Regions from separate parts of the Callithrix jacchus genome. Here region 2 is linked to region 1. Evidence: chromatin contacts called from public Hi-C data. All regions are on one chromosome and are shown on one strand. The core of a region is the stretch at or near the end of the contact, and the rest is flanking DNA. Distances in the headings are between cores, read along the strand shown.

The links. A called contact is a pair of places that touch in the nucleus more often than the background predicts.
Region 2: a Hi-C map of induced pluripotent stem cells shows a contact between it and region 1, with 4 times the contacts expected there. The contact joins the promoter of ATR here to the promoter of LOC128930023 in region 1. A contact is called at or near these places in 2 of 3 Hi-C or Micro-C datasets (induced pluripotent stem cells and skeletal muscle).

The regions. Positions count from the first base shown.
Region 1 is chr17:41,785,812-41,790,290 of calJac240_pri, reverse strand. It overlaps LOC128930023 (heterogeneous nuclear ribonucleoprotein A1-like), which reads right to left and starts at 1,995. Exons shown (of 2, transcript XM_054247137.2): 1 at 1,802-1,995; 2 at 752-1,769. The coding sequence starts at 1,860. The coding sequence ends at 869. The region is part of intron 5 of PCOLCE2 (procollagen C-endopeptidase enhancer 2); the gene reads right to left.
Region 2 is chr17:42,026,996-42,031,720 of calJac240_pri, reverse strand. It overlaps ATR (ATR checkpoint kinase), which reads right to left and starts at 1,550. Exons shown (of 47, transcript XR_013528590.1): 1 at 1,410-1,550.

The DNA of each region.
Region 1 (4,479 bases), core at 746-3,245:
CAGTACTTACTTCTGTAGTTTTAATTTATCTTTGTATTCCAGGTGCCCAGCACATAGCCGGGGAGTAATCAATGTTTCTGAACGCAATTCAATGGCATTGATGCTACACTGAATCTAACACAAGTCTATCTATCCCCAGTGCTCCTCCTGTTCATATTTTTAACAGGGAAAGGCTCCCCAAACAGGTTTTCTCATTTTCTGCACTGCTCTAACCCAGAAGTAATCTAACTATGAGAAATATTCCTCTGGATAAAAGTGTTAGTCAGTGAGCTGGCAGCCAAGCTCTTCTAGTCAAACCCCTGGGAAATGAGTGACGCTCCACAGCCGCCACTAGTGCCACCCCTCCTCCATGCTCACGGAGGCAGCCACTACCCTGAATTTTGTGCTTATCATTCTCTTGTTTTTAGCCATAGGTTTATCACACACATATGCATCATTATGCTATATACTGTATAGGTTTGAGTGTTTTTAAATGTCATAAATAAAGGTTACGGTGTACATTTTTCTTTTTTGTTTTATGTTGTGTGTTTTTTTTTTAAAGACATTTATTCAGTGTCATGACCAGACTATTACATTTAGCAATCAACAGCATGGGGGCAAAAAAAAAAAAATCTACATTAAAACCCTTTGTTGGAATGTTTTACACTTTCCACAGAACAGAAACTAAAATAACCTGTTATACAATGAGTCAGAAATACAGTCCTCGAGTTTTTTGCCCATACACCTGAGTATTTGTCTAAAACATGTCTTCTCTGTAGCAGCTAGGCCCTGCCACCACTGTGCTTGGCTGAGTTCACAAATCCGTTATAACCTATAGCTTCCCTGTCACGTCTCTGGCTCTCCTCTCCTGATAAGCTTTGTTTCCTAATTAAAATCTGCCACTGCCATAGCTGCTGCTGCTACTAGAACAAGCATAGCCACCTTGGGTTAGTGGTCTGGCAAAGTATTGGCCTCCACCACCATAGGGGCCAGAGCTTCTGCCTCCAAAGTTTCCTCCCTTCATGGATCTAAAACTTGAAGACTGATTGTTGTAATTGCCAAAATCTTTGTAGCTTCCACCACCTCCAACACTGCTTCCATCATTACCAAATCCATTATAGCCATCCCCACTGCCACCATATCCACCACTGCCATGGCTGCCACCGAGGTAACCATGACCACTGAAGTTTTCTCCAAGACAAAAGTTGTCATTCCCACCAAAACCACCTCCATGTCCACCACCAAAGTTTCCAGAACCACTTCGACCTCTTTGGCTGGATGAAGCACTCGCCATCCCTTGGTTTGACAGGGCTTTCCTGACTTCACAGTTGTGGCCACTCACAGTATGGTGTTTCTTAATGACAGTCTTATCCATGGAGTCACGGTCATCAAAGGTTACAAAGGCAAAGCCCCTTTTCTTGCCACTGCCTCTGTCAGTCATGATTTCAAACACATCAACTTTTCTATACTGCTCAAAATAATCTCTTAGGTGATGTTCTTCAGTGTCTTCTTTAATGCCACCAACAAATTTTTTTTTCACAGTTAAGTGGGCACCTGGTCTTTGAGAATCTTCTCTTGAGACAGCTCTCTTTGGTTCCACAACTCTTCCATCCACCTCATGTGGCCTTGCATTCATGGCTGCATCCACCTCCTCCACAGTTGCATATGTGACGAACCCAAAGCCCCTGGAGCGCTTGGTGTTTGGATCACTCATTACCACACAGTCCGTGAGCGTTCCCCATTGCTCAAAATGGCTCCTCAGGCTCTCATCGGTTGTTCCAAAGCTCAACCTTCCAATGAAGAGGGTTCACTGAAGCTCAACCCTCCAATGAAGAGCTTCCTCAGCTGTTCAGGCTCTTTAGTAGACTCTAACTTAGACATGATTGCAGGGAGAAGAGAGATTTTAACAATGCTTCTTCGGCAGCATCCATGGGCAGAAAGCTTGTATTGTGTTTCTGAGACGAGGTCTCAGCTCACTGCAACTTCTGTCTTCCAGGTTCACTGGATCTTCCCACCTCAGCCTCCTGAGTAGTGGGGATTATAGGCAGACATGCCCTACCAGGCATCATTCATTGTTTTGTATTTTTAGAGACAGGGTTTTACCATGTTGCCCAGTCTGGTCTTGAACCTCTGAGCTCAAGTGATCCGCCCACCCCTCCCAAAGTGCTGGTATTACACAAGTGAGCCACCACAACTGGCCTTTATTATTATTATTTTTTAACCTTCAACATTAGAACTGTGAGAATTATCCACTGTTTTCATTGCTAGGTAATGTATACTATAACACAATTTATTCTCTTGTTGATAAACATTGGACTATTTACTTTCTCCCACCTTCATTACAAACCATATTGCTGAGAACATTCTTGTATATGTCTTTTGGTGCAAAAGTGGTCATACCAATTTACACACCTTTCAAAGGTTTATTCATTGTACAGCTTTCTTTTGGGAATGCCTTTTGATGTCTTTTATCCCCCTTTTTTTCCTACTGGATGGTTAGCTTTTCCTTATTAACTTTTAGGATTTCTTAATATATTCTGGAACCTAGGCCTTTGTCAAATATGTGTTATAAATATGTTTCCATTTGTGCCTTTTCCCTCTCTTTCAGGTACATTCTGATGAACAGGAATTCTCATCTAAGTTTCTCATTTAAGTTTCTAATCCACCTGTCATTGATTTTGTTGTGTGATATTAGCTATGAATATAATTCCATTTTTCCATATGAATAAAAATAGACTTGGCCCCACATATCAATGAAGCCATCCTTTTCCTGCTACCTGATGGTTCTCTGTGAAATGCCCAATCTGCAGATACATGTGGATATGTTTCTGGCCTCTTCTTGTTATTTAATTAGCCAGTCTTCCCATCTCTCTTTTAAAACCACACTGTCTTAATCACAACAGCTTTCTGATAAGGTTCCATACATGGTAAGGCAAGTCTTCCCGCCAGGTTCTTCTCCTTCAGAACTGTCTTACTTTTTTCGCCCCCTTCTTCCTATCCCCTTGCAATCCCATGTACATTTTAGAATTGGACTGCTAGGCTTAATGGAAAAATCAGTTTTAATATTTTTAAATGATATTAAGTCTTCCTATTCATGAGCATTGTACATAGCTCCATTCATTTAGGTCTTTTAAAATATATTTTAGTAAGGTTTTATAATTTTCCCTGTGAAGGCACATTTTTATACTTATCTTGAGCAATATTTTTATTGTTTTTAAAATAATATATTTTTCAAAATACAAACTTTTAAGTTCATGCTATTTAAGAAAATATATTTGTGAATAAAATGATGTTTCCAATAAATAATGTTAACTTCACAAGTCAAACTTTAATGTGTGACTGTGTAAGGTATAACATTAAATTAATAAAGTCTTTAAGTTCAAACCAACCTGGAATTCCTGGTCATAGTGTTTTTTATACATTACTAAATTTGGCTTGCTACGTTTTTTGTTTCAGAATTTCTTTTTTATCATATTGATAAGTGAAATTTGTCTCTAATATTCTTTTCTTGTACTGTCCTTATCTTGTTTTTGGTATCAAGTTTATACTAGCTTTAGAAAATTAGTTGTAGAACAATCCCTATTTTTCTCTGGGAGATTCTGTACAGTATCTGAAATATCTGTGCCTGAAATATTTGTCAGAACTTTTCCTTCCTTGATAGAAAAATTTTTAACTACCGATTAAATTTCTTTAGTGATCATTTGGCAAATACGGATTTTTCCTTCTCCTGTGTCCATTTTTGCTTGAAAAGAATATAGTTTCTCCAGTTATTGGATGTAGTATTCTCTATTTGTCTATTAGACCAAGCCTGTTCATTGTTTTTCAAATATTCTACCTCCTAATTTCCCATCTTTCTGTCATTTAGTTAATCTGTTAATTATTGAAAGAGATGTGTTAAAAATCTCTAATTGTGAACTTTGTAGATCTGCCTTTAAAAATTTTTTTTGTTTCATATAATTTTATGTGCAAGTTCACAATTTTACAATTATTATACCTGCCTGATAAATTGCATCTTTATTGTTTATATAGCAACTATTTCTGGTAATGCTTTCTGCCTAAAATTGATTTTTTCCTGATATCAATGAAGCTACGCCAATTTTCCTTCAATTAGTGTTTGCTTCTAGTTGTTTTATATTTATTTGAATATGAATAAAAGAGAGACATGGAAGAAAAGCTGGAACAGGATAGAGAGTCAACAGAGTTTATAACTTTTGTTTTTTGTTTTTTTCTTAGTTTGGGAGAACTTAGGTTTATAGGCTATGGGGCAGGAATAAAAAGGAAGGTAGAGGCTAAATATGAAGAAAAAGAGGAATGTTATTCATGTAGGAAAGTTTCAAGGGAAAAAAGGAGGAGGTCCAAAGGAAGACATAGATGAATGTGTTGGCTTTCAAAAGGGTGTGGTGACCCCAACAAGGTCTACATCCTAATCCCTGGACCCTGTAAATATGTTACTTTATACGGCAAAGGGGTTTTGCAGATGTGATTCCAACTCCTCAGAAG
Region 2 (4,725 bases), core at 301-2,800, 240 kb before region 1:
AGAGAAGTATTAATTCTACTTTAAAATGAATTAATTAGTAGAGCTAATTCTACTTTAAAACAAAGTGGGAAAAATATACTGAGCTTCACAGTGAGCCTGAAAGATAAAATCTGTAAAACAACTTCCTAAAATGATCACTTTTCTTCATCTTCTTTTAGAGAGGTATACGTTATTTTATAAACTGTAAACACAAAAGTATACTTGCCACACTAATAAAAAGTGGAAAAAATTCACACAGTCAAAAATAGTGATGCAGTTAGGACAAGAATCGTCCCTTCATTTATCCTCTTATTCATATATTAAGACTAGATTATTTGCATGGCCAACCAGTGGAAATGAACACAACTGCGCTGCAAAAAGAAAGGGAAGCAGCTATCCCATCGGCTTAATGTCAGTTTTGACTGTGTATGGAGAGTTTTCAAACCGTTTAAGAAATTGGGAAGCAGTTATTCCAACTGATCATTCAACTGCGGTAGTAGCACAAGCTCATTTATTTCTTGTTCGCAGTAGTTTAGAATTAAAACAAACAAAACAAAACCAGCCCTACTGAGTCTTTAGGCCTGGTTCAGGAAAGCCTGCCTGAGTGTTACAGGGGTGTGGCAGTCATCAACACCTCTCCCTCCCTCTTTCGGTAAGACACTGGTTTTCATGAGGTTTACAGAAAACAGGCATTTGCAAATGAACTATTAAATTGCCTCCAAATTTTGGCAACAGTCTGTGCACGTTAAGATTTTGTGGACACTGAGGTCTATCTCTCCAATTTCTGACTAAAATAACGTATCGAGGACTGGACGATTAATACGAAGGAGTTCACATCTTCAATATGTACTATGACTTCACTTCAAAGAAAATAACTGCCTTTTCCATCAAGTGATGTCACTTGCAGAAAATGAGAAGCGGTGATTTTTTTCCAAGGGCAGTTTGGGGACAAAATATAAGGCTAAAAACCAATTCCTCCACGAGTGATCACAAAGAACAGAAACTGATGAGTCAAGTCTCTCGTCTAAGGAAAGGGGTTTTCGAGAAGAAAATGAGTGTAGAAAAGTGACCATAAAGTGATCAGCAGGGACTCTTCCCTCGAGCTGCAGGAAGCAAACTCTCGGGTTGGGCGAACTCTCCGGCGCTGCTGAGGTAAACCCGGGCCGGCAGACGCCTCTCTCTCCCCTAGAATCGGCTTCCCGCAGGTTTGTGGCGACGACCCCACGTCCCCACGTCCCCACGTCCCCACGTCCCATCGACGAGCACTCTGAGGGAGAAGCGCCCAAATGAGCCACGGAGCATCTCCACAAGGGCAGCAGCTGGGGCTTCGGGGATCCGAACCACGGCGCGGCAGGAGAGGGGAGAGCACGTGAAACCCCAGCCGGGATCGTCAGAGGAGGATGCAGGACCCAGGATGGGCCTAGCCCTACCTGCCCAGCTCCCGCAGAGCCGGGATCATGGACGCCAGCTCCAGGCCAGGTTCCCCCATGCTGAGGCTGCCTGACACTCGTCAAACACGCCGACGCGGGTTCCTGGCGTCTCCAAAGCTACCCCGGCCGGAAGAGAACGGCGCCCGACGGAGCCTCGTGGGGGCCAAAACTCTTCCCGGAAGCCGCTATTGGCCCCGCTTGCCGGGCCCTGCGTCTGTTTTGTAGAGGACCCGGGGGAAGCCGGGAAGCAGTTAGGGGGCGGGGCAAGCGGGCGAGCGCGCGCCGGTCGAACTTCCCTGGTTGGGTTCAGGACTTAGTTCTCAGCACTAAGCGAGCAACGTTTGTGAAGTTTTCGTCTTGAGCGGCCAGACTGCTGTTCTGAAGCCTGGGAGGCACAGCGAAGCCAGACCCCCGAATCGGGAGAGGCTAGGGGCTTGAGGGCTGCCAACCCAGAATCTCGCTTCACAAATGTGAGAACTAGGACAGTTCAGCGAGTAAAGGCCAAAAGTAGACTCCGTTTCCCCAGAGTAACGCTGTCACATTTTAAAAGTTTCTCACTTCGCCACTACTCTTGTCACGCTGTTGAGAGAGAAAGGGCAAAAGGTGGGCTCTCCCTGTTTGTTTTTCTTTTTAAGCATTTTTTTTCGACTTGAAGTCGCTCTTAGGTTTCCGTGAGGACCCTGCCAACATATAATATTTAAAAATGGGGTTGGATTATATTTGTGTCTCATCAGAGCAGCAGTACTGTGGAAATGCCACCATTACAGGCATCCACAACCTGTGATTTATTTTTTATTTACTTATATTTTTTGAGACGGAGCCTTGCTCTGTCACCAGGCTGGAGTGCAGTGGCGCAATCACGGCTCGCTGCAACCTCCACCTCCTGGGTTCAAACGATTCTTCTGCCTCAGCCTCCCGAGTAGCTGGGACCACAGGCGCGTGCCCCCACGCCCGGCTAATTTTTTTTGTATTTGTAGTAGAGACGGGGTTTCAGCATGTTGGCCAGGATAGTCTCGATCTCTTGACCTCGTAATCCGCTCACCTCAGCCTCCCAAAGTGCTGGGATTACAGGCGTGAGCCACCATGCCCGGCCCTGTGATTTAATTTTTAAAGTAAATCAATGGATTTGGGGAATATACATTTTCTCGAGAATACAGACCAGCATTCCCTAACCTTTTTGGCATCAGGGACCAGTTTTGTGGAAGACAATTTTTCCATGGACAGGGAGGTGAAGGGAGGTTTTCGGGATGATTCAAGCACATTACATTTATTGTGCACTTTCTACTATTGCATTGTAATATGTAATAAGTCATTATACAACTCACCATAAGGTAGAATCAGTGGAAGCCCTGAGCTTGTTTTTCTGCAACTAGATGGTCCCATCTGGGGTGATGGGAGACAATGAGAGATCATCAGGCATCAGAGTCTCATAAAGAGTATGCAACCTATGTCCGTCGCATGTGCAGTTCACATAGGGTTTGCACTCCTGTGAGAATCTTATGTCCCGCTGACCTGACAGGAGGGGAGCTCAGGCGATAATGCCAGTAATGGGGAGCTGCTGTGAATAGAGATGAAGCTTCCTACTGTGTGGCCCGGTTCCTAACAGGCCTCTGACCAGTACTGTGGCCCAGAGGTTGGAGACCCCTAATAGAGACCACTGCTGCTTTCCTGGAAAGCTTTCTTTGGCCTCCATGACTCTTTCTTGTTAATAACACTTCTTTGCCATCCCCTTTACTGTTGGTATTCGTCAGGATTCCAACTTAGGTTCTTTCCTCTTTTTTAGTCTTTCCTTCACTCTCAAGGCTTCAGTTAACTTTCTATCTGTTGTTCACTCCCAAATTCATTGCTTTTCCCTTATCTCTTTCCAAGATTTGTATTTTCTGTGTTTATCTCCCTACTGAATATTTTCCCTTCAGCATTTCCCAGGCAGTTTATTTTGTTTAACTTTTTGTTATAGGGACTTTCAAATATATGTAAAAGTAGACAGAATAAGGAGCTCCTTTATGCCCATCGCCCAATCAATGATTATCAGCATATGGTTAGTCTTTGTTTCATCGATAACCACCTTTCTCATTTTCTCTCTCCCCAGTTGGATTAAAGAAAAGTGTAGACATCATATCAAATTATCTGCAGATGCTTCAGTTTATATCTTTAAAAGACAAGGACGAGATTCTACCTCCTAAATATCAGACTTACCCACTTTCCCCCAAATTCCCTTACCACCATTCCAGTTTAGGCCATCATCACCTCTTGCCTAAATTACTTCAATAGGCTTCTAGTTTGCCTGTCTGCCTTTAGGCTTGTTTTTCTCTAACCCATTTGCCATACTTAGGCTGGAGGGGGTCTCCCAGACATTTTTTTTTCCTGAAATGAGTCTCACTGTATTGCCCAGGCTGGACTGCAATCACACGATCTTGGCTCACTGCAACCTCCACCTCCAGGATTCAAGTCATCCTTCCGCCTCAGCCTCCCAAGTAGCTGGGATGACGGGCACATGCCACTATGCTTGGCTAATTTTTGTATTTTTAGTAGAGATGGTGTTTCAGCATGTTGGCCAGGCTGGTCCTGAACACCGGACCTCAAGTGACCTGCCCATCTTGGCCTCCCAAAGTGCTGGGATGCTGAGATTATAGGAGTGAGCCACTGCACCTGGCCATCTCCCAACTTTTTTTTGAGACAGAGTCTCACTCTGTGGTCCAAGCTGGAGTGCAGTGGTATGATCTCAGCTCACTGCAACCTCCACCTCCAGGATTCAAGCCATCCTCCCACCTCAGCCTCTCACGTAGCTGGGATGACAGGTGCGTGCCACTATGCCCAGCTAATTTTTGTATTTTTGATAGAGATGGGTTTCACCATGCTGGCCAGGCTGGTCTGGAGGTCTTGGCCTCAAGTGATCCGCCTGCCTTGGCCTCCCAAAGTTCTGGGATTACAGGCAGGAGCCACCATACCCAGTCAATTTTTAATTTTTGTGAGTATATAGTAGATGTATCTATTTATGGGGTACATGAGCTATTTTGATACAGGCACACAATGTGTAATACATCAGGGTAAATGGAGTATCCATCACCTCAAGCATTTATCTTTTGTGTTACTAACAATCCAATTATACTCATTTTAAAATGTACAATAAATTATTATTATTATTTTCTGAGACAGAGTCTCTCTCTGTGGCCAGGCTGTAGTGCAGTGGCGCGATCTCGGCTCACTGCACCCTCCCCCTCCCAGGTTCAAGCGATTCTCCTGCCTCAGCCTCCCAAGTAGCTGGGACTACAGGCGTGTGCCACCATGCCCAGCTAATTTTTTGTATTTTTTAGTA